6 separate regions of the Mus musculus genome follow, and all the other regions are linked to region 2. The links are chromatin contacts, called in public promoter capture Hi-C maps. All regions are on one chromosome and are shown on one strand. The core of a region is the stretch at or near the end of the contact, and the rest is flanking DNA. Distances in the headings are between cores, read along the strand shown.

Evidence for each region. Promoter capture Hi-C pulls out the DNA fragments that hold promoters and counts their contacts. Capture Hi-C pulls out chosen DNA fragments and counts their contacts.
Region 1: a promoter capture Hi-C map of pre-B cells shows a contact between it and region 2, with 8 times the contacts expected there. The contact joins the promoter of Zfp280d here to the promoter of Gtf2a2 in region 2. A contact is called at or near these places in 5 of 39 promoter capture datasets (erythroid cells, frontonasal cranial neural crest, liver and 2 more) and 1 of 9 other capture datasets (liver).
Region 3: a promoter capture Hi-C map of pre-B cells shows a contact between it and region 2, with 3 times the contacts expected there. The contact joins the promoter of Ccpg1os here to the promoter of Gtf2a2 in region 2. A contact is called at or near these places in 2 of 39 promoter capture datasets (erythroid cells and pre-B cells) and 1 of 9 other capture datasets (adipose tissue).
Region 4: a promoter capture Hi-C map of hippocampal neurons shows a contact between it and region 2, with 3 times the contacts expected there. The contact joins the promoter of 4930509E16Rik here to the promoter of Gtf2a2 in region 2. A contact is called at or near these places in 4 of 39 promoter capture datasets (erythroid cells, hippocampal neurons, liver and 1 more).
Region 5: a promoter capture Hi-C map of liver shows a contact between it and region 2, with 4 times the contacts expected there. The contact joins the promoter of Dnaaf4 here to the promoter of Gtf2a2 in region 2. A contact is called at or near these places in 1 of 39 promoter capture datasets (pre-B cells) and 1 of 9 other capture datasets (liver).
Region 6: a contact with region 2 is called in a promoter capture Hi-C map of erythroid cells, with 37 times the contacts expected there. The contact joins the promoter of Mns1 here to the promoter of Gtf2a2 in region 2. A contact is called at or near these places in 5 of 39 promoter capture datasets (erythroid cells, hippocampal neurons, liver and 1 more).

Annotation. Positions count from the first base shown.
Region 1 is chr9:72,273,118-72,276,672 of GRCm38.p6, reverse strand. It overlaps Zfp280d (zinc finger protein 280D), which reads right to left and starts at 1,785. Exons shown (of 22, transcript NM_146224.5): 1 at 1,644-1,785.
Region 2 is chr9:70,011,265-70,014,638 of GRCm38.p6, reverse strand. It overlaps Gtf2a2 (general transcription factor II A, 2), which reads right to left and starts at 2,091. Exons shown (of 5, transcript NM_001039519.2): 1 at 1,978-2,091. Bnip2 (BCL2/adenovirus E1B interacting protein 2) reads right to left here. Exons shown (of 11, transcript NM_016787.4): 11 at 2,980-3,374.
Region 3 is chr9:72,983,390-72,986,816 of GRCm38.p6, reverse strand. It overlaps Ccpg1os (cell cycle progression 1, opposite strand), which reads left to right and starts at 1,441. Exons shown (of 2, transcript NM_001198789.1): 1 at 1,441-1,676. The coding sequence starts at 1,650. It overlaps Ccpg1 (cell cycle progression 1), which reads right to left and starts at 1,313. Exons shown (of 9, transcript NM_001286544.1): 1 at 1,144-1,313.
Region 4 is chr9:72,530,257-72,533,597 of GRCm38.p6, reverse strand. 4930509E16Rik (RIKEN cDNA 4930509E16 gene) reads left to right here and starts at 1,740. Exons shown (of 3, transcript NR_045735.1): 1 at 1,740-1,788. It overlaps Rfx7 (regulatory factor X, 7), which reads right to left and starts at 1,358. Exons shown (of 9, transcript NM_001033536.1): 1 at 618-1,358. The coding sequence starts at 778.
Region 5 is chr9:72,957,153-72,960,242 of GRCm38.p6, reverse strand. It overlaps Dnaaf4 (dynein axonemal assembly factor 4), which reads right to left and starts at 1,458. Exons shown (of 9, transcript NM_026314.3): 1 at 1,246-1,458. The coding sequence starts at 1,368.
Region 6 is chr9:72,437,004-72,440,146 of GRCm38.p6, reverse strand. Mns1 (meiosis-specific nuclear structural protein 1) reads right to left here and starts at 1,618. Exons shown (of 10, transcript NM_008613.3): 1 at 1,468-1,618; 2 at 686-907. The coding sequence starts at 1,470.

The DNA of each region.
Region 1 (3,555 bases), core at 536-3,035, 2.3 Mb before region 2:
TGTTACGGTAGTATAGAGAAAGTGGCCTTTATCTTTTCTTTATTGATATACATATCCAGTACTTAGGGGTGAACTGTAACGTCTTTAGCAATCATTCACATATTCAGCAGACTGAGACAAAGCAAATGTGACAAAATGTTTACAAATATTCACACTAGGTGGTAGGCATCTGAACATGCTATATTCAACTCCCCAGTGTGCTTGGAAAGAACATGACCACTAATAACATCTAAAGATAACAAATGATCCAGAAATTAGAGTCTAATGGCAAACGGAGTTTCTCAAATGTGGAGGCCTGTGCCTCCTCACCTATTCTCAGGAACCTCACTGCAGTGAAAATGGGACATAAAATACTGAGGTGAGCTGAATGAGGAGTCCTAAAACTTAAGGTTCCGTAATGGCCCCGGTAGCCAAGCGTTCTCATCGTCATTTCTGAGGCTGACCTTCAAAACTGCTCTGCCAACAAAAACGTCTCCGAAAGTAGCCCAAGGTAAACATTGACACCAATGACAGATACAACCACTCAAACTCAAGGATGGCTTTAGTGCAGATGGTGGACCATCAAAAAGCACAAGGTCCTCCAACCCGGTCCCTTCACCCTATCAGTTACATCCAAACAACTTGAGTTGGTACAGTCATCTCTCAAAACAAGATAGCACACAGATGCCAAGGGAAGGGTTTTGTACCTTCAAACTCTTACTTCCATCGTGTGAATTTATGGTTAAGGGCACTAAAAGACGTCCAAGTATTTAGATGATTCAGTCCAAACTTGAAAATAAAGCCAAATGTTTAAGTATGGCGGACTATTTAAAAAAAAAATTTTTTTTCTTCGTGAAGCCAAAAGTCTCCATGCTCGCAGCAGGTTAACGTCCATTTTTTTCCTAGCATATTTCTTTCCTAACGGGTTACAAATGCAGGTTGGTCGTGAAAACACCATCTTCTTGCGCAGGCTAAAACCTCAGCGCGACCACTCGTTTGTGGTTTATTAAGTGAAACCTGCAACGCACAGCTGGAAAATCTGTCAGGCTCGGTTCTCCTCAAAGCCCTCCTCTGGTAGACAATAGCGGGGCTATGGCAGAGTGGGGACATTCCTTTGACAAGAAAGGTGGCTAGATAGGAGCGGTCGTCTAGCACAAGGTAAGGCCTCTGTGGCTGTTATGGCGAACGCCAGTGGGGTTCTGCTCTTGCGTGAAGAGTCGAGTGGGTTGGGTTGTGAGCTCGGGTCTCCGCCACACACACACACACACACACACACACACACACACACACCCGCGGACAAGGTACAAAGGACCGAGGGGAGTCGTCCCCCGAGAGCACAGCCGGGCTGAGAAAGCGATGGGAGGATCTGCGCGGTGGCGAGGCGACGAGGCGAGGCGACGGCTGGGCGGCCCTGTACTGTGGGCCGCCGCGCCGCCGGCCGCCTCGCCTCGTCGCGCCGGGAACCCTCCCGCGCCAGGCCCGGCAAGATGGCGGGCCCGGCCCCATGCGCAGCCGGCCCCTGCCCTGCCCGGCCCGGGCGCTCTCGCCGACGCGCCGCGGCCCGAGACCCCCACCCTGCGCCCCCGGAGTGCGGCGGCGCGGCCGCGCGGGAGGGCCTTCGCGGGCGGGCGGGCGGGCGGCCGCGCGGGGCGGGGGACGCTTACCGTGAGCGGAGCGGCTCGGCCTGACTGGAGCCCTGAGGAGGAGGAGAAAGAGGAGGAGGCGAGGGAGGAGCGCGGGCTGTGTACGCCGAGGCCGCTCCGGCTCCCATCGCGGAGCGGGGCTGCTGGGCGCCGTGAGGGGGGAGGGGGCTGTCGCGAGCCAGGGCGCAGTGCCTCATGGGTAGGCTCCGGGTTGGCCTCGCGCGTCCGCGCTCCCAGTCTTCCCGCCAACGCGGGAGGCGAGCGCGGCCATATGCGCCGTGCTGCGGACCTCGAAGGCCCGGGCCGGCCGGGCCCTAGCAGCCGGCGAGGACACGCGGGGACCGGGCTGAGCTAGGCCGTGGCGCTCATGGCCGCCTCAGGCCTAGAATTTGTAGGCACTCAGCAGTGAGTTCCATCCTTCTCCGTGTGCGAGGGTTAAAGGGCATGGGGAAGGGTGTGAGAGGAAAAGGAGATGAGTTTCCAGGATAGTACCACGTTGTTTTTGGAAAGTACGTTTTTGTTTGGGTATCTTTTTCACTCCTATTGTATGAATAGTAATCCGTAATTGGAGGTGGAAAAAAATGGCCGATGTATTTATAAGAATACTTCATCGTAAGTCGGATCTGTAAGGAAACAGACACCATGTTATGTCCGAAATGTAGATGGACATTTGTGTGTTTGAACGATGTCAGATTTTGTTAAAAAAAAAAAAAAGAAAGGAAGGAAGGAAGAAAGAAAGAGGCAATAAAACGAGGGCTGGAGAGATGTAAAATGAGTAAGAGCCCATGTTGCTTTTCTAGAGTGCCCTAATTTGGTTCGCAGCACCCCATGGTGGCACACAACTACAGTTCAGGGGATCTGATGCCCTCTTCTGGCCTCGGTAGGCACCAGACACTAAAGTGGCACACAGGCATATATACAGACAAAAAAACACAGATACACATAAACTCAAATACTATGAGCTACCTTCTATCAAATAGCCTCAGTGTCTATAGATACCAGGCTCTCGGCGATCAAAGCTTCTTTTATTCCAGTCTTAATTACTAGCTCAATACATTTCATACTTAGAGAATGGGTACAAAAGGTTTAAAGAGACCAGCAGATTTCAGAGGACAAAAGCAGAAAGCTGATACATATATAAAGTGAGTTGCAGATACTAAGGGAAGGGATCTGGGAACCCAATAGGAGGCCAGTGGAGCTAGGGCTGCAGAACAGGACCACAGGGGGCTAGAAGCCAGAGAGGAGCAAGATCCATTAGAAAGACAGAAGGAGGACACTGCAGGTGGGCTAAGCCCAGTATTGTGAATTTAGGATTTGTCTGCCTATCACTTCCTTGAAAGAGACACCAGGTGGTCAGGTGAGAGGTTAGCAATTCAGTCACCATCTCAGTGTTAGGTACCTATATTATTAGTTTTCTAACTGAACTTAGAGAATGAATCCATGTGCATAGAAAGGGGGGTTATTAGAATGACTTATAAGCAACAATGGCTGGCTATGGACAAAAAGTCCAAGAATTCAGTAATTGCTCAATTCAGGTTGGATGTTTCAGTGGGTCTTCAAGATACCCTGGAATTCTAAAGGAGTAGGTAAAGAGGGAGGTGTTGTATCCCTACTTGGTTCTTGATTGTGTCAATAAAAAGGGGGGAAGCCAATTGCTGGACGAAAGAAAAATGGTGGGACTTGCAGGTCCCAGAAGAGAAGGGACACAGGGAGAGAGGAATTTGGACCAGGATTTGGATGGAAAGGGAAGCTGAAGTCATGTAGATCTTGGGACACTTAGAATTATTGTAGCCTCTGCTGCCAGCAAGGACTGAGAAGGTTGTGGGGAGCTGGCTGATAGAATTGGGGCAGGAAATTCTTTACCCAGCTGTTGAGTTATCTGGCTAGCTTTAAAATAATAAAACTGTCTAATGTTTTCTATCCATGTAGCTAA
Region 2 (3,374 bases), core at 842-3,341:
AAGCAGAGGACAAGATGAGTTTGCCCCACAAGAGATCTGAAGGCAATGAAAAGCCCTTGAAACACTTCTGGCAAGAAAGGCAGAAAATCCAGCTTATGGGACCTGAAAAGGGTTAGAGGAATACAGACGTAACACATGTTTATTGACCTTGTAGTACTTATAGTCCAGAGATGGACAGGGGGAGATCTATTCAAACAATCATTATCAGATAAGACTTGGTGAGGCTGGAGAGGTGGCTCAACAGTTAAGAGCACTGGCAGCTCTTCCAGAGGACCCAGGTTTGATTCCAAGAACCCAAACGGCAGTTAGAAACCATCTGTAACTTCAGTTTCAGGGGATCTGACACCTCACACAGACATACATGCAGGCAAAACACAAATGCACATAAAATAAAAATAAATAAATATAACAACAACAACCACCAAACCCAAAACAATAAAACAAAACAAAAAAATCTTCCTGAATCCTAAGGAGCTCAGCTACAGGAAGGAGTATAACGAGATTTGGCAAAACTAGTGACCTGCCATCTTCAGATTACACTTGGTCAGCAACTGATCCAACAGAACATTCTGTGATCTGTTGTTTTCCGGTTCCAGCTCATGGAACTACTGTATTTCCTGTTTCCTTTGACAGTTCTTTCTCAGCTCTGACTTCCAGTTCCTGAATTACCTGCTTTCCCTGTTAGTTAGTCCATCTCAGCTTATGGTGTTAAATCCTATCTATGTGTTGATGACTTTGAAACTTGTAGCCTTCCCTCACTTCTCTCTTTGTACCCATATTCAGGATGTTCTACTCTACATCGAAACAATTATCAAATAGCTAAGACACTTCTCCTACAGCTAAGAGCAAATGCAGAGGACTCTTCTATGGGCCCTCAGAGTCATATAAACCATAAAGATGGTCCAATTCCTAGCAAATCTTGGAAGGGCAACTTTCAAAATGAATCCAGAAGCCAATCATTTCTCAACATCCCCATGATTATTTTATAATGCCAGGCCACTGACTCATGGTGTTCAAATTTTCTTTACTCTACACTTGTCCCTCACACTTTATAATTTGCAGCGGGGTTATCTTTTAAAAATATGGGCTAGAACATATTTTCCATCAGCTTCTATCAGGCCTGACGATCTGGCTACCCTCTATGTTTGGTTTGATCTATTTTCCACCTCCCTTTGCACTCTCAACTGCCCTGAGGATGACAGGCGTGGGACTGCCTTTGCGATGGCTGTTCTTTCTGCCTGTAATGTTCTTGCTCAGATATTAATTTGGCTAACACACAACTCCAATAGCTCCATTCAATTGCACCTAAACTGACCACCACATAGGAACTCCAACATCCATTATGAAACGTCTCCAAACCCTTCATCTCGCTAAAATTTTTTGATAGCACCGTCTGCCATCAAGTTACCTAACGGTCTTATGTTAACTTTCCGCATAAAATGTAAAGTCCACGAGGGCATGGATCTTTATTTTTGTTCACTTGATGTAACCTGCGGGCTGAGAACAGTACCGGATACTCGACGCGTGTCAAACAAAAACATTTAGCTCGTTCAAAGTAAACGCCAGTCAGTACGTGTGTATGGAGAAGGGGAGAAAAAGGTCAGAGAGACATAAACTTTAAAATAGGACAGGGGAGCCATGGCACGCTCCATTTGACATCTAAGCATTATTTGGAAAAGAGCTAACAGCGACTTCGACGTCTGCTGAAACGAGCTGGCTCGGCCATCTCCAATCTTTAAAGGTGGCGGCAACTGCAGAACTTCGGAATCCCCTCCTCACTGCAGAGCTGGAGCGCAGGCGCCGTGTGTGCCCGGCATCCGAGCGGGACGCCGGTCGCCTAAGCGCGGCCTGAGGAGAGCGGGAAGGCGGCTGCTCCCGCGCGGCTGCGTCTGTCTGGGGTCGCCTTCCGGCGGGCACAGCGCTCGGTACCGCCCGCCTCGCCGCGGCCTCCCCGCTCCCGGCCCCGCCGCCGCCTACCTGAGGGAAGGCGCTTCCGCCACGGCGGTAGCAGAGCCAGGTAGGGAGCCCGCTGCGACCACCTCCTCGGCCGCGGAAACCGCAGCCCTGTGCCAGTGACCCGGAAGTGCTCACGCGACCCGGAGGTGACGCCACAGGAGCCACTGCCGGCCCCCACCGCCGTTTCCGAGAAGGGGCGTGGTCTCTCCTGCTGGCGCTCGGGAAGCAAAAGGCAATGGGGCGACTGTCTGGCTTGTCAAAGTTTGTGGGACTGCAGTGTAGGGAAACCAGGGTTTGTGAGTCTTTCATCTTTTTCATTTGGAAGGTCTGCTGTATAAACTTCGTGACTGATACAAAAGCAAATACGTGGATATTCTGAGTTTCCAGAATTTCACATCCCTTTTCTTTTTAGCGGGGGTGCTTGGTTTTCTGCTTTCAAAACAGCAGCTATAGGTACTGCAGATGGCCAGTGAGCACATGAATTGTGACTTCGGATGCAAACACTCCAGGTCTGAGAGTGAAACATGTTCTCCTTTGTGCCATGCTGTAGGTTTTCCTTTTTAGCCTTTTAAAATCATATCCTTGCAACCCAAACTCATTAAATAATTTCCAAACTATGAAATACAGATCTGATTAAAGTTCAAATAGTGTTAAGATTGTAAACAGGCTGAACTTGTTATCAATTAAAAGAACCAGAGCAGGGTGTAGTGGCGCACACCTTTAAGTTAATCCCAGCACTCGGGAGGCAGAGGCAGGTGGATTTCTGAGTTCGAGGCCAGCCTGGTCTACAGGGTGAGTTCCCGGACAGCCAGGACTACACAGAGAAACCCTGTCTCGAAAAACCAAAAAAAAAAAAAAAAAAAAAAAAAAAAAAAAAAAAAAATAAATAAAATAAATAAATAAATAAATAAAAGAACCGGAAGCATCCACACTGCAGGATTGTAAAGGCCCGATGTTTGAAAGGCTTCACCGGAAAATTCAGTGTAAAAGTTAACGATTAAAGATGAAAACAAGGCACGAATGTATATTCCAACTAATTTATTCAAATGCATTAATGCTGCAGTAGCATGTGTAACAGATGAAGACACACCACTGTATTTGGAACCAGTCAAAGGAAGAGAAAAGGATATACTTTGCAGATCAATGGCTTCTCAGTGACAAAAACCAGAGGTGTATCCTGCAGAGAGAATCAGTCTCAATTCTCACTGAAATGACAATATTATCTAAGAACAGTGGAAAGGGCACAATAAGCGCATTCCGTCTAAATGACAGAATGTGAGCGTCCAATGAAAATCATTTGGAAGTATGAATCAAAGTGCAACAGTGTTTGATGAACTCCAAATTGTGTTCTATGTGAACAGAACCCCAAGGACTGTGCAAGCCAGCAGCCCTGAACATCAATATTTACTAGCTGGGTT
Region 3 (3,427 bases), core at 192-2,691, 3.0 Mb before region 2:
CAGCATTTACAGCAGGCTCCATGGTACCCAACTACGATCACAGTGCCTAGGACGCTTAGGCAAGAGAACTCCCAGGTCTAGCCTGGGATATATTAGTATCAGGACAGCCAGAGATACACAGCAAGAAAAAAAAGCCAAAAGCATTAACTCACCCTTAACAACCTTCTCAGTTCCCCTGTGACTTGAGCTTGTCAGAATAGCAAACTACTCACACCAGTTATACATGATAAATATCCCCTGAGAAATCTAAGACCTATTAAGATTGGGATCTTAAAGTTAGTCGGTGGACTCAGAAGGCAGAGGCAAACGGATTTCTGAGTTGGAGGTCAGCTTGGACTACAGTGCAAGTTTTAGGATAGGTGGAGATACACAGAGAAACCCTACCTCAAAAAACAAAAACAAACAAACCAAAAAAACCCAATCCACCCACTCCAAAAAAAAAAAAAAAAGGCGAAAGAAAAAATATTGGGTCTTTAAGATAGTTAGTGCTGACATTTCAAACATTATGTGACCTTGCTGGAAAGGTCTCATAGCACCCCTAACTGAGAATAACCAACTGGTTGCCCTTTCTAGGGACAAGCAGCCCCATACAGCCAATAAAGCAAAAGTGGGAGAGGGCAGTGCATGATGGTTCACCCTTAAGGAAAACACCCCAGCTGGTTGCGGTCTAGAACTCGGGCGCTGCCCCTGGCAGAGTTGGGATAAATGAGAGGTAAACACAAACGACACACGCGCAGCTGCTACTTAGGACAAGCCGTCAGCCTAACAAACGCTGGTAAGGACCCGGAGGGGAAGCGTGAAGAACGGGCGGAGAACAGGCTTCGGGGCTGAATAGGAGTATACTTCTGGGGTGCACACTTTTCTATTCCTGACACCTGGGACCTCCGAGCCGGCTCAGAGTGACGCACGCGGCATCTCAGCATACGGATGCAGCTGCACCTGAATCCCGGGGCGCCCAGCTCCGAGCTCGCGGGGCTGCAGCCTGCGAGCCCGCGCCTAACACCTGCCAGGTCGCGCCCTCCGCCCGAGGTCGCCCGAGGACCAAGGCATCCACCAGGAGAAAGCCTCCCGGCGCTGCGCCCGAAGGTACGAGTTGCAGCCCGCGGCCGCCCCATCAGCCCGACCTGCGCCCCAGGGTCTTACCCGAAGACAGCGCCTCTTCCGCCCGACCGCGCCAGCTGTCACCGTGGCGGCGTCCGCGCTCCAGACGCCAGTGACGCCTCATAAAAACAACAACCTGCTCGCAGGCGTCCGCAGCGGGGAAGCGGTGGCAGGCGCGGCGCAGCAAGGCATGCTGGGACTTGAAGTTCCTCCTACGTCTCCTGCCAGCTCGCGGCGAGCAAAAAGAACTACGACTCCCGAAGATGCGTACGGCCCGCACCCCTGAGGCTACCGGAAGCTGGGCGGAGCGACTGCGGATCTCCACAACATCCGGGCTCCCACGCCTGCAGCCGGTTGCCACGGAGACGGGCTGCCACACTGGAAGACGGAGGGTTTCCACCCACCGTCTTCCTCCCCAGAAATTGTAGTTTACGGGACTCCGATCGTCTTGCTGTTGCTTTCCGTCGGTTCTGTAAGAAGACTGGGCCCTACGCCTTCGCCAGACTTCTCGCTATCAGGAAAGAGTTGCTTTTGCCGAAGAGATTAAGATGGCGAGAGAGACAGACTGCGACTTGGTGGGTTTGGGCAGAGAGCTAGATGCTTTTGAAAGTCGAATTCATAATAGTGTTTGAGGCACCATCTACTCCCACTCACTAGTCACCAAGCTGTTATATTTACAAGTTTAAATGCACGATCCACAAAGTAATTACTCTGAAGGTGTATAGGAGGCACCTCACTACAAATGATCTTTTGTCCAGGATGGTTTTTGTTTTGCATTATCTATTTGCAGTCGTGGGGATCGAACTCAGGGACTTGTGCATGGTAGGTAATCTCTGTTCTACTGAACTACACCTCCCAGCCCTAGAACCTTCATGTTTTTGTCACTTAGAGTATGCCTAGTCTAAAAGGATGGAAGAGGGTGAATAGGAGTGCACTCACCCCAGAGGGAAGTTACCGTTCCTCTGTCCCCTACCTGTCTAGTGAGTAAACAGTAAAGGAAACCATTCAACAAGCTGATGTTGGGCAAAAGCTAGTTCACATTTAGATCTGATATTTGTGTTGCTGTAACTAGGGATTGAACCTCAAGCCTCACACAAGCTAAGAAAGCCCTCTACAAAGGAGGTAGATCCCTAACCCCTCGTTTTTGTTTGGGTGAGAGGGGAGTTCTGGGTGGTGGGTTTTTTTTGAGACAGAGCTTCTCAGAGTAACTCGGGCTGACTTTAAATTCTTTGTGTAGCTGGCACTGAATTCCAGAACCCCTTGCCTTTATTTCCCAAGTGTTAGGATTACAGGCCTATGCTACTACACTCTGCTCTTCCAACTTGGTGAACAGGCGAAAATTTAAATAACAAAGCTGGCTTTACAGTGAGTGGGTTTGTAAAGTGGTACTTACTTTGATTACTTATGAGCTGTAGACGAGATAGCACGGTCCCCCATGACTTGGTGTAGATAAGACACCTGGTGACTTGGATTATTGAAGTGACTTTTTAAAATCATTAAATCTAGACCTGAAGGTGATTGTGTTAGTCAGGGTTCTCTAGAGTCACAGAACCTATGGATAGTCTCTATATAGTAAAAGAATTTATTGATGACTTACAGTCCCCAGCCCAATTCCCAACAATGGTTCAGTCGCAGCTGTGAATGGAAGTCCAAGGATCCAGCAGTTACTCACTCAGTCTCACACAGCAAGCAGGCGAAGGAGCAAGAGCAAGACTCCCTTCTTCCAATGTCCTTATATTGTCTCCAGCAGAAGGTGTAGCCCAGATTAAAGGTGTGTTCTACCACACCTTTAATCCCGGATGACCTTGAACTCGGAGATTTAATCCTCTGGAATCCATAGCCACTATGCCTCAAGATCTCCATACCAAGATCCAGATCAGAATCTTCTATCTCCAAGCCTCCAGATAAGGGTCACTGGTGAGCCTTCCAATTCTGGATTGTAGTTCATTCCAAATATAGTCAAGTTGACAACCAGGAATAGCCACTACAGTGATTTAGGGCTTTTTGTTTTGTTTTGTTTTGTTTTGTTTATAATGTAGAATAGAGTTTATTTAGGGCTTGTGGAGGGGAGTTAAGAGAGTAGTAGAAGCAGAGAAAGGCAGAGAGAAGGAGAGAGTAGAGAAGTAGAGACCAGCCATGACCATGTGGAGAAAGGAGGAAGGGAAAGGGAGCAAGATGTAAAAGAGAGGCAAGAAAGGTGATTTAGTTTTAGGGCCAGTAGTAGCAAGGGTGATTTGATGGTAACTGAAGGAGAATAGTAATATAAAAAAAAAACAAAACAAAACAAAACAAAACCCCATGGTACAGTTAGACAGGAGTGGCCCAG
Region 4 (3,341 bases), core at 491-2,990, 2.5 Mb before region 2:
CGTTAAAATAAAATACTTTGTGCAAAAGAAGCATTTCCTTTACAGTCAATACAAAGAATAAATTCCCTAGAAGGGAAATTAAGTGCGAGAATAAAGGAGGCAAAACCATCCAGAAAAAGCAGCTAATCCAATTGAATGAAAAAGACATGTTAGGTTTTTGTGCTGCATATTAATGCAATGTCTTGTTTGGTCAAAATTCACAATACACTTCTTGCTCCTCCTATGACTACAAAAGGAGTCAACACATTTTTTACATTACAAGTTTCCAATTCATGCCACTATCATGCAATGACTTAATCTTGACCCATATTTCCCTTACTGTATATGGAAAAATGCACAAATAACTTGTTTATCTGCTTACAATTGAGAAGAGGGAAGCATGGTGTGTGTGTGTGTGTGTGTGTGTGTGTGTGTGTGTGTGTGTGTGTGTCTAAGGAGACCAGGGGTGGGTGCAACCTTCCCCCGTCCAGAGGTGGCACAGCCATGCACCCGGCTCTGGAAACCCACCTTCAATGAATGCATTAGCCTCCCCTTCGGATGCCGCCGCCGCCCCCCATCCCCTTTGCAGCAGCAATGTGCCTAGGCTGTTCTACCCCAGCGATGGAGGATCCTCTTACCAGATGGAGTTCTTGATCTTGTGTTGCAGAGCGTTGGCCTCTGTCCCTGGCAGCCCGGGCACAAGGGCTGGCAGAGCCACCCCGGGGTTGGGGGCGCTGAGGGGAAGCTGCTGAGGGGCATCGAGCTGCTGTGGTGGCGGCTGTTGTTGTTCCTCTGCCATCGCTGCTGGAGGGGAGGGAGGGAAGATGGGGGCGCGGGGAAGGGTGAGGGAAGAGACGCGGAGGGGAGGACGACGAGGGGAGGAGGAGGGGGAGGGGAGGAAGAGGAGGAGGAGGGGGAGGAAGAGGAGGAAGGAAGGAAGCTGGATAAGCTAGGCCTATACCCCAGGGCTCGAGTGAGTCGCTTTCTCCGGCCGCCTGAGGGACATCCCCGGGGAGACCGCGCGGCTCCTCGCGGCTCTCGTCACGGTTCCTCTCCCGGTTCTCCTCGCGGTTCTCGTCACGGTTCCTCTCCCGGTTCTCCTTACGGCCCCGCGCGTCACCGCGGCAGAGGCATGGCGGCGCCCCTCAGCCCCCCGTCAGCGGCCGGGGCTGGGGGGCGTCTGAAGAACGAGGTCCGTGGTCGGGCGCCCCCTCGGCCCCAAAATCCAACCCGACGGGTCTCTCGGGGGGCCTGCCTCCCCGGCCGCCCTCCCCCGGGGGCCTGGCGCCTCCGAGCTCCCCCACGCCGCTCGCTCCCTCGCTCGCTCCCGGCCCCGCCGCCGCCGCGGCCACTGCTGCCCTGCCAGCCCGGAGCAGCCCAGCGCGCGCAGCCGCACTGCGGCCCGGCGCAGACGGCACAACACCTACCGCGCGGCCGGGGGGCGTGGACGCGCGTGTGCGGGCGCGGCGCGGGGGCCGCAGGGGGGCGCGGAGCGCGCGGGGCGGAGCGGAGCGGCTACGGGCCGCGGGCCCAGGAAGCCGCGGCGGGGGCCCCGAGGGAGCGGTCGGGTGGCTGCGGCGGCCGAGGGGGTTGGGGGGGCGTGTTGGGGGCGGGGAGCGGGCTCGCGTGACGGCGGCAGGGAGTGGACCTGTGCCACCGTGCGGCGTGGAAGGGAGAATTGATCGCTTCCTAGTGTGTAAGGTGAAACGAATCTACACGCCCTCCCGCCCCCACTACACGCTCGCGAGCGTTTCCCCTCTACTAGTCAGGACTGCTTCCTCTCTCAGCCACCGGACTGAGCTGGAGCAGGTGAGAGCTTTTCGACGAGCTAGCGCAGCGAGCCTACTCGGTCTGGTCGGAAAATGGCAAGTGGCAAGCTGGTGGAAGTGCTCCTCGGTCGGGCATTCAAAGCCCTCCAAATCTGGCCCCACTTTAGCCGTCCAATCACAGCCGCCTCCATCCCCCCTGCAAGAACTCCCAGCTCCAATCAGTGAAGTCTCCATGCCATCCTCAGCGCGCAGCAGATTCATTCTTCCTTGGTGCCTTTGCCCATGCTGTTCCCCACCCCACCCCCTATGCCAGGAGTGCCCTCCCTGCTCTACACTCCCAATTCAGCCCAGGCTCGGAGACACACAGCTCAAGTCGCGGCTTGTCAGGGTCCCTGGCAGCCAAGGCCCCTCCTGTTTCTCAAAAGGAACACATGTAATACAACATGGAGGCGCGAGCTTCAGCCAAGAGCTCTTCCTTCGCAGCCATCTAAACTCACCCCAGCCAGAGACTGCCCACCATTTCGCCCCCTTCCCATTCATAGACAGCTTTGCTGGCTGAGAGTGAGACTCCCTGCCTCCAACAAATCATTCCTCTTAGAAGAGCAGAAGAATTAGCTTTTCTAGGTGGGGCTGGTCAGGAAGGCTAAGCGCCTGGGTGTAGAAGACAGCAGCCAAAGCCTCTGGCACCAGATGGAACAGCTGCACAGCTCGCACTGACCTTTCTCAGTGCCTGTGGCTGTAATGAGCCTCCCAGCCCGTAACTTCTCTGACAGTGTTTCTATCAGACTTGGCCCTGTCAGATTTTCTGGCCACTTTCCTGGATGGACTTTGAGCTAGGAGGCCCTGCCACCTTTCAGACTTCTAGTGGGTGGTGAATCTGATTGGCTTGGATTGCGTGGTCTTTTGAGTGCTCTGTTCCCTGCCTTGGCCTGAAACTCTCTTGCTTTGTCCATGTGGCCTCAGGCCTGGTTCATACAGACTGGAAGCCCATACTCTGAATGTTTGCACCTGGATGGGTGGAGGCAAGGACACCCTTGCAAAATACAGTTTCCTCCTGAGGATCCAGACTGTGTTCCAGAATGCATATTTATAATTCTGTATTCACGGGGAAGATGATATAAAAAGACAATGGGAAAAGTGGCCCAGACCCCTTTTTCTAATTTTTTTTTTTTAAACCCGAAGAGTGATGGCCTCACATTGCCACATTCGGGGAGGGGGGGGAGGGGGAGAATCAACAAAGAAAGGTAACTAGGACCTGCTAAAGACCTTAAGAAAAGGAAGTTGAGAACCGAGATGTCTTTAAAATAACTTCACTACCGGTGTCACACAGGCTGGCTTCCCGAGTGCAACTTTTCAGTTTTTAATAGGTTCCATAAAGAGCCACGCATCCCACAGTCACCGCTAGAGGGCTCAGCAGAGTTACAGCCCCGATTTGCCCTCTAGCGGCGATTCTGAACAGAGTGCGTTTACGGCGACTTAGGGCCTTGGGGACTGGCAGCATGGCAGTTGGAGCAGACATCTGGAAGCATTAGGTTCAACCAGCCATGAGAGGGTTTTCATATAGCGACAGACTGAAGACATCCTCTTGCCAGA
Region 5 (3,090 bases), core at 209-2,708, 2.9 Mb before region 2:
AAGCAAACATGCTAGGGTGGGGACATAGTTCCTGGTGTGGTGTCCCAGGCCTGTTATCCGGGCACTCAGGAGGTAGAAGCAGGGTGCTCAGACATCCCAGGCCATTCTCAGCTACGAAGTGAGGGAGCCAGTTTGAAGCCAGCCCTCCCCTTCTCCATCCCGGTGTGTGTGTGTGTGTGTGTGTAAAATGTTTCTCAAAACCCCACTGAATTTATTCCAGGCAGCATAATTTAGCAAAGCATATGAGGACGCAATAGATGAAAGCAAATCTGGAACCTGAATATGTCTAGATGACACCACACTGACAACAGATTTGTTTTTGTTGTTGGTTTGGTTTTTTTGTTTTTTTTTTTTAGATATTTTTGTTTGGTTGGTTGGTTGGATGGTTGGTTTTGTTTTGCTTTGTTTTTTGGTTTCTCGAGACAGGGTTTCTCTGTGTAGCCCTGGCTGTCCTGGAACTCACTCTGTAGACCAGGCTGGCCTCGAACTCAGAAATACGCCTGCCTCTGCCTCCCAAGTGCTGGGATTAAAGGTGAGCACCACCACTGCCCAGCTGTTGTTTTAATGACAACGTTGTGCGCATGTGTGTGGGTCTGAGTGCCATGGCACGCAGGAGGAGGTCAGAGAATTGTGAGAAATTGGTTTTCTCCTTTCTGGGGACGGAACTGCAGCTGTCAGGCTTGGTGGTAGTGCATTAACTCATTGGCCCATCTCAGCAGCTTTAGACTTGTTTATCAACTTTAAGTTGAGGTTTAGCCAGGGATGGGAGAGCATCCCATTAATCCCAACACTTGGAAGTCTGAGGCAGGAGGATTGCCAGTGTGGGCTACAGAATAAGACACCCTCCACCCTGCTCACACCCCTGTAGCTATTGGGGCTGGAGAGATGGTTCAGTGGTTAAGAGCACTTATTCTTCCATCCTGCGTGGCTCACAACCATCTGTAACTCTAGTTCTAGGAGATCTGACCCCCCTCTTCTGGCCTTCGCAGGCATTTGCACACACCTGATGCACACTCATGAATGCACGCATTCATACATTTAATATATACATAGTTACTAGAGATGTAGCTCAGTGGCTTGGCATACACAGGATGCTGGGTTTGATCCTTAGCATAACAAAAATAAATTAATTAAGGGTAAAAAATGTAAATTAAAAATTAACTTTAAAAAAGTAAAGCCATGGACACTCTACAAGACAGCTCCTGCTCCCGGGGCGCACAGCAACTGCATCTCCGCCCCGCCCACCTTCAGGTAACTTTCCCCACAGAATACGTCAGCATCGCGCACGCAGACGCCCCGCAAAGGCAGCGACAGGAAGATCGTGGCCGGCGTCTGCTGCCAGCTGAACTCGCTCACTCGCACTGGCATGGCGGGACCAGGGACTGCACAGCCACTTTACGTCGCTAGGAAGCCGATCGGGTTGCTAGGGAAGCGGGGATTGCGGGGTTGCCATCACTTCCGGCCCTTAGGGTCCTTCCGGGTCAGGGGTCCAGTAGGACCCTCGGTCTCCCACTATGTTGGGTATTGCAGTTGTCGGTAGTCCTACTTGAGTCTGGAGTATCTGTGTCCCCGCTGCCTCTGAGAGAATGAGGACGAAGTAGAGCAGAACACGGAAACGAGAGGGCTCGGGGACAGGAGACTGCCGTGCGCAGGCACTGCTTCCCAGAGGATCCGAGTTCGAGGCTCAGCACCCGTGCTCGGCGTCTCTCAAGCGCCAGGAGCTCCAATCTGATACCCTCTTCTGGCTTCCGAGGGCACCGCACTCACACGCAGGCACAACTTAATTACATACAAATAGTTTAAAGTGACTTTTTGCTAAAGGAGAAGAGAAGCTGTGGTGTGGCTCCCTGGGAGAGGCTGGGTTGTATTCCCAGCTCTGGAAAGGAAAAAGCTTGGAGCTTTAGGATGCAGAGGGATATGGGTCGGCAGAGCTGGAATGTGTACATTGTGACAGCAAGGCACATTTAGAGTCAGGACGTTTGGTTTGCTCTGACCATTTGCTGTGTGGTAGCCTGTAATCTCACGACTTGAGCAGAGCCCTCAGTTGGAGACCCACCCTGATAAACACAAATATTCTGTCTCAAAATACAAAGCAACGTTTGATGTTCAGGGGCTGACGCCGTCACCCATCCTAGGAGCACTGGTGTGTACATTCCCTTAACCCTGGGAAGGGACCTAAACTTCAATTTTTGAGACCCAAAAGCCTCACAATAAACTTTGCTGCAATTCCATAGTAGGATCTATTGGATTTAAACTGATCCATTTCCCAGTAGCTTACACTGGACTTCAATAATACACACCGAACTTCAGCTGCCAAGAAACTTGAAGGCCGTGTAGTTCAGCCCAACGTCTTTAGTGCCATGTGCATTGTTAGCAGAAAAATGACTGAGATCTTTCATTTATTCTAAATGCTCCTTCTACACTACTTCCTTAGGCCCAGTTTCTACATTACGCGAGTCTGATGTGAATGATAAATGTAATTAAGTACTAGAGAAGTTATTTGCACATAGAATGCTGCATTTTAAACTAGAAAAAAAAAGTTTGGAGAGCATTTAGGGAAATGTTTAAACTCCAGCATAATTTATTGCAGAAAGTTTAGGATCAGTAGAGTTGGTGTTAGTATCTCTCCCTTCCTGATCCTGACCTGTTTTGTCAGCAGATCATTATCTCAAACTTCTGCTCCTTTGTCAGTCCTTCTGAGCAGAGAACCTAACATCCTGCTGATTTGTTTCACTTTCATCCTGCTTTTTGCCATTTCCCTCTTTTTATTCTATTCTTGTTCCTAGCATGTTGTCTCAAGCTCTTGTGTCTTTTCTGGCTTCTACAGGCACTGTATACACACACAGACACACACACACACACATACACACATGCACATACTTAAAAATAAAAAATTGGGGCTGGTGAGATGGCTCAGTGAATAAGAGCACCGACTGCTCTTCCAAAGGTCCTGAGTTCAAATCCCAGCAAACACATGGTGGCTCACAACCATCTGTAATGAGATCTGGCGCCCTCTTCTGGTGTGTCTGAAGACAGCTACAGTGTACTTACATATAATAAATAAATAAATCTTTAAAAATAAAGATAAAA
Region 6 (3,143 bases), core at 369-2,868, 2.4 Mb before region 2:
CACTTTTAAGCCTTTCTTTTGCTATTTCCAGATCCACCCTCAAAATCCTGGACATAACCGCACGCTAGTGCTCAAAACACAACAAAACAGGGGACGTTCTTTTCACACTTAGGAGAAAATTCACTTGTCTCACTTCCTGTCTGTTTCCTCTTCTACTGCAATCTCCTAAAAAATATTTAGAAATACTCATGATAGATTTAGCCAGCAGAGCAGGATGTAAACACACGCATTCAATAACTGAATTCTTCAAAAATTAAAAATATGAGTAAGTGTACATCTCACACATATGTCCATCTCCTACCACTTTAATAGTGTCTATGTTTAACGTCATGAATTTTTAGAAAGGAAGGAATTTCTTAAATTTCTTATTAGAAATGTAGAGAAGGCAACACGGTTGCACTCACATAAACAAAACTGTGATGTTAACAATTACGGATTTCATGCTTATGTTTAAAAACAAAAATGGATATTCTTGCCAAATGCTATTCTAAAGTCTTTCGATTTGCTCGTTGTTAAAAGCATGCAAACTGACCAACTGACACCACGTTCTTCAGCTAAAATAACCAGGACTCCAAAGGATTCAGTCAGTTCCCAGCTCTCTGTATTTCCTCAACTCCAGGCAGGGCTGACAGCCATCTTTCACCTTTTCCAAGGAAAGAAAACTAACAAGGACATTGCAACTTACTTTTTGGATGGCTTCTTCCATGTCGAGCTCAAACTGCTCATTCTGCAGCACTCTGAGGAACCTCTGGCGTTCCACCTTCTCGTCGTTTTCATTTTGCACCACTTGGTTCTTGGCTTGCCTCTCTAACTTATTCATGACTTGTATGTTCAATGATTTGCGGAATTTTTCATCTACTAACTTCTGATGCTTTTCACTAAAGCTCAAAGCTCTCTTTTTGGTCGCCTACAAGTGCGAGGGGGAAAGGGAAATACACAGAATTCAATATTCTTCTTTCAAAAAGATACTGCTGAAAATCCCTATAATAAACACTATAAAATAGGTAACAGTATAAAAGGTCTTTGGCTTTAATTCAGGATATACTAATTAATATTTAAATATGATAATGTAAACTTAACGGCGTACTGATTGAGTACTACTAATAGTCCCTGTTTTGTAGTGGAAGCAGGAAAAGTTAAATTAAAATTCAACAGCGTCAGTGAGTGCGATGCGGATGCTCTCCAGCTGCAGCTTTACCACCAGAGAGTTGCCTTTCCCCCCACCCACAACAGAGCAGATTTAAAGATGTATCTATTTCGATGAGAGGGGGAAAGGTGCAGAAATGCCTGGAGTGTTCCTGGAAAAAAAAAAAAAAAAAAACCCAGAACCTTCTAGTAAGCAAATCGAAGTTTCTCACTGACCTCTCGGATTACGCACTTCAAATTGTATTTCAGAGAGCTCAAGACTACAAATAAACAGTTTGAAAGTCCCTGACCGACCCTTCCCCCGGCCTCCGAGCTGCTTACCATCTCGGTTGGCTTTAAACCTCCTCCTCCGGCAGGATGGGTCTCTGCCTCAGTTGCAAACGCGTCTTCCGGAGCAGCAGCCACGGCAGCGGATACCTGTGCACGCTGGGTTAAGTTTAAGCTGTGTCCCGGCAACCGCCAAAAATGCACCGCCCGCCCAAGAGGGACGCGGCCTCCCATTGGCTGGCACAATATCCAATCAGCACGGAGAGTCTTCGTTGCCAGGCAGGAGCGCTCCTTCCATAGGACCAAGCCAAAAGCGCGAAGTTCGGACGCTTTGCCCTAGCGGGAGCCGTTTACATCCGAAGGGAGCTAATCTCTGCGGTCTGGAGCCCAGCTAAAGCCCCAAGGAACCCCAATAAGCTCGGACTTGTCACTGCAGTGGACTGAGGGATGGTGCCCCTCTACCATCCTCAGTCGGTAGCAAGTTGCCTAACGTGGGTGCTGGGCCCTCCAAAAGAGCAGCAGGGCCCCCTACCGAGCCATTGCTCCATCCCTGATACACTCATTTTAGAGATGAAATATTTTGAGAACTTAGAGACACGGACGAGACCTATTTACTTACCTGGAACAGAAGCCACTGGATCGCTAGCGGAGTGTGAGACTGGAGAGCACGTGAAAACGGAACGGAACAGGTGTGGATGCATACTTGCAATCCCAGTGCTCTCTAAGGCCAGGACCACGTGCCGAGGGATGGCACCACCCACTGTGGTCTAGACCCCCCCCCCCATATTCATTAGTAACAATAATGATAATAGTCACCGCACGCCTTTAATCCCAGCACTTGGCAGGCAGATTTCTGAGATCGAGGCCAGCCTGGTCTACAGAGCCAGGACAGCCAGGTCTATACAGAGAAACTCTGTCTCAAAAAAAACAAAAAACCAAAAATAAATCATATATGAAACTGACTGTGGGGCAAAGCATATAATGCAAAGCATTCTTGGACTTAGGATGCAGCTAACAATCCCTTGGAACTCTACTAAGAATGTGGTTTGTGTAACTTTAAATTTTAGCTAATACATTAAAACCAAAAATTGTGTCTTGTGGAATATCATGGAACATCCTGGTGCATTGTATAATATTTAAATCAGTAAACATCAAAATATTTCTTTAGGGTTAAACAATCTTTTCCTCTGTGTGGTTTTTTTTTGTAATGTACAGCATATTACCATCCTACACCCCCACCTGGCTGTGCACCCCTGTACTTCTGACTATATTTTGCTAACTGCAGTCTAGCCCTTCGCCATTTCCCCCTGCCCTAGCCCCTGTCATCACCAATCTGCTTACAGTTTCTGTGAAATCAACATTGTTAAAGACTCTACGTGTTTTCACAATCATACTTTATCTTTTTTTCTTAAGAACTTTTTGAGATTTAACTTTACGTAAATAAAGTGTCTATGCGCCATTATGTGCCTGATGCCCACAAAGACCAGAAGATGTTATCAGCTCCCCTAGAACTGGAGTTAGAAATTCCTGGAGGTAGGTTACTGGAGCTGTCATGTGGGTGCTGGTTCCCAAACTCCGGGTAATCTGCAGGAATAGGCGGCGCTCCAAACCGTTGAGCCATCTCCCCAGCCCCACTCTGGCAGAGCAATATCTGTAGCACCATTATTATTTCAGCTGATCTCTCCAGTTCCATCCACACTGTCAGAAATGGTAAGACTTTGTTTTTCCCT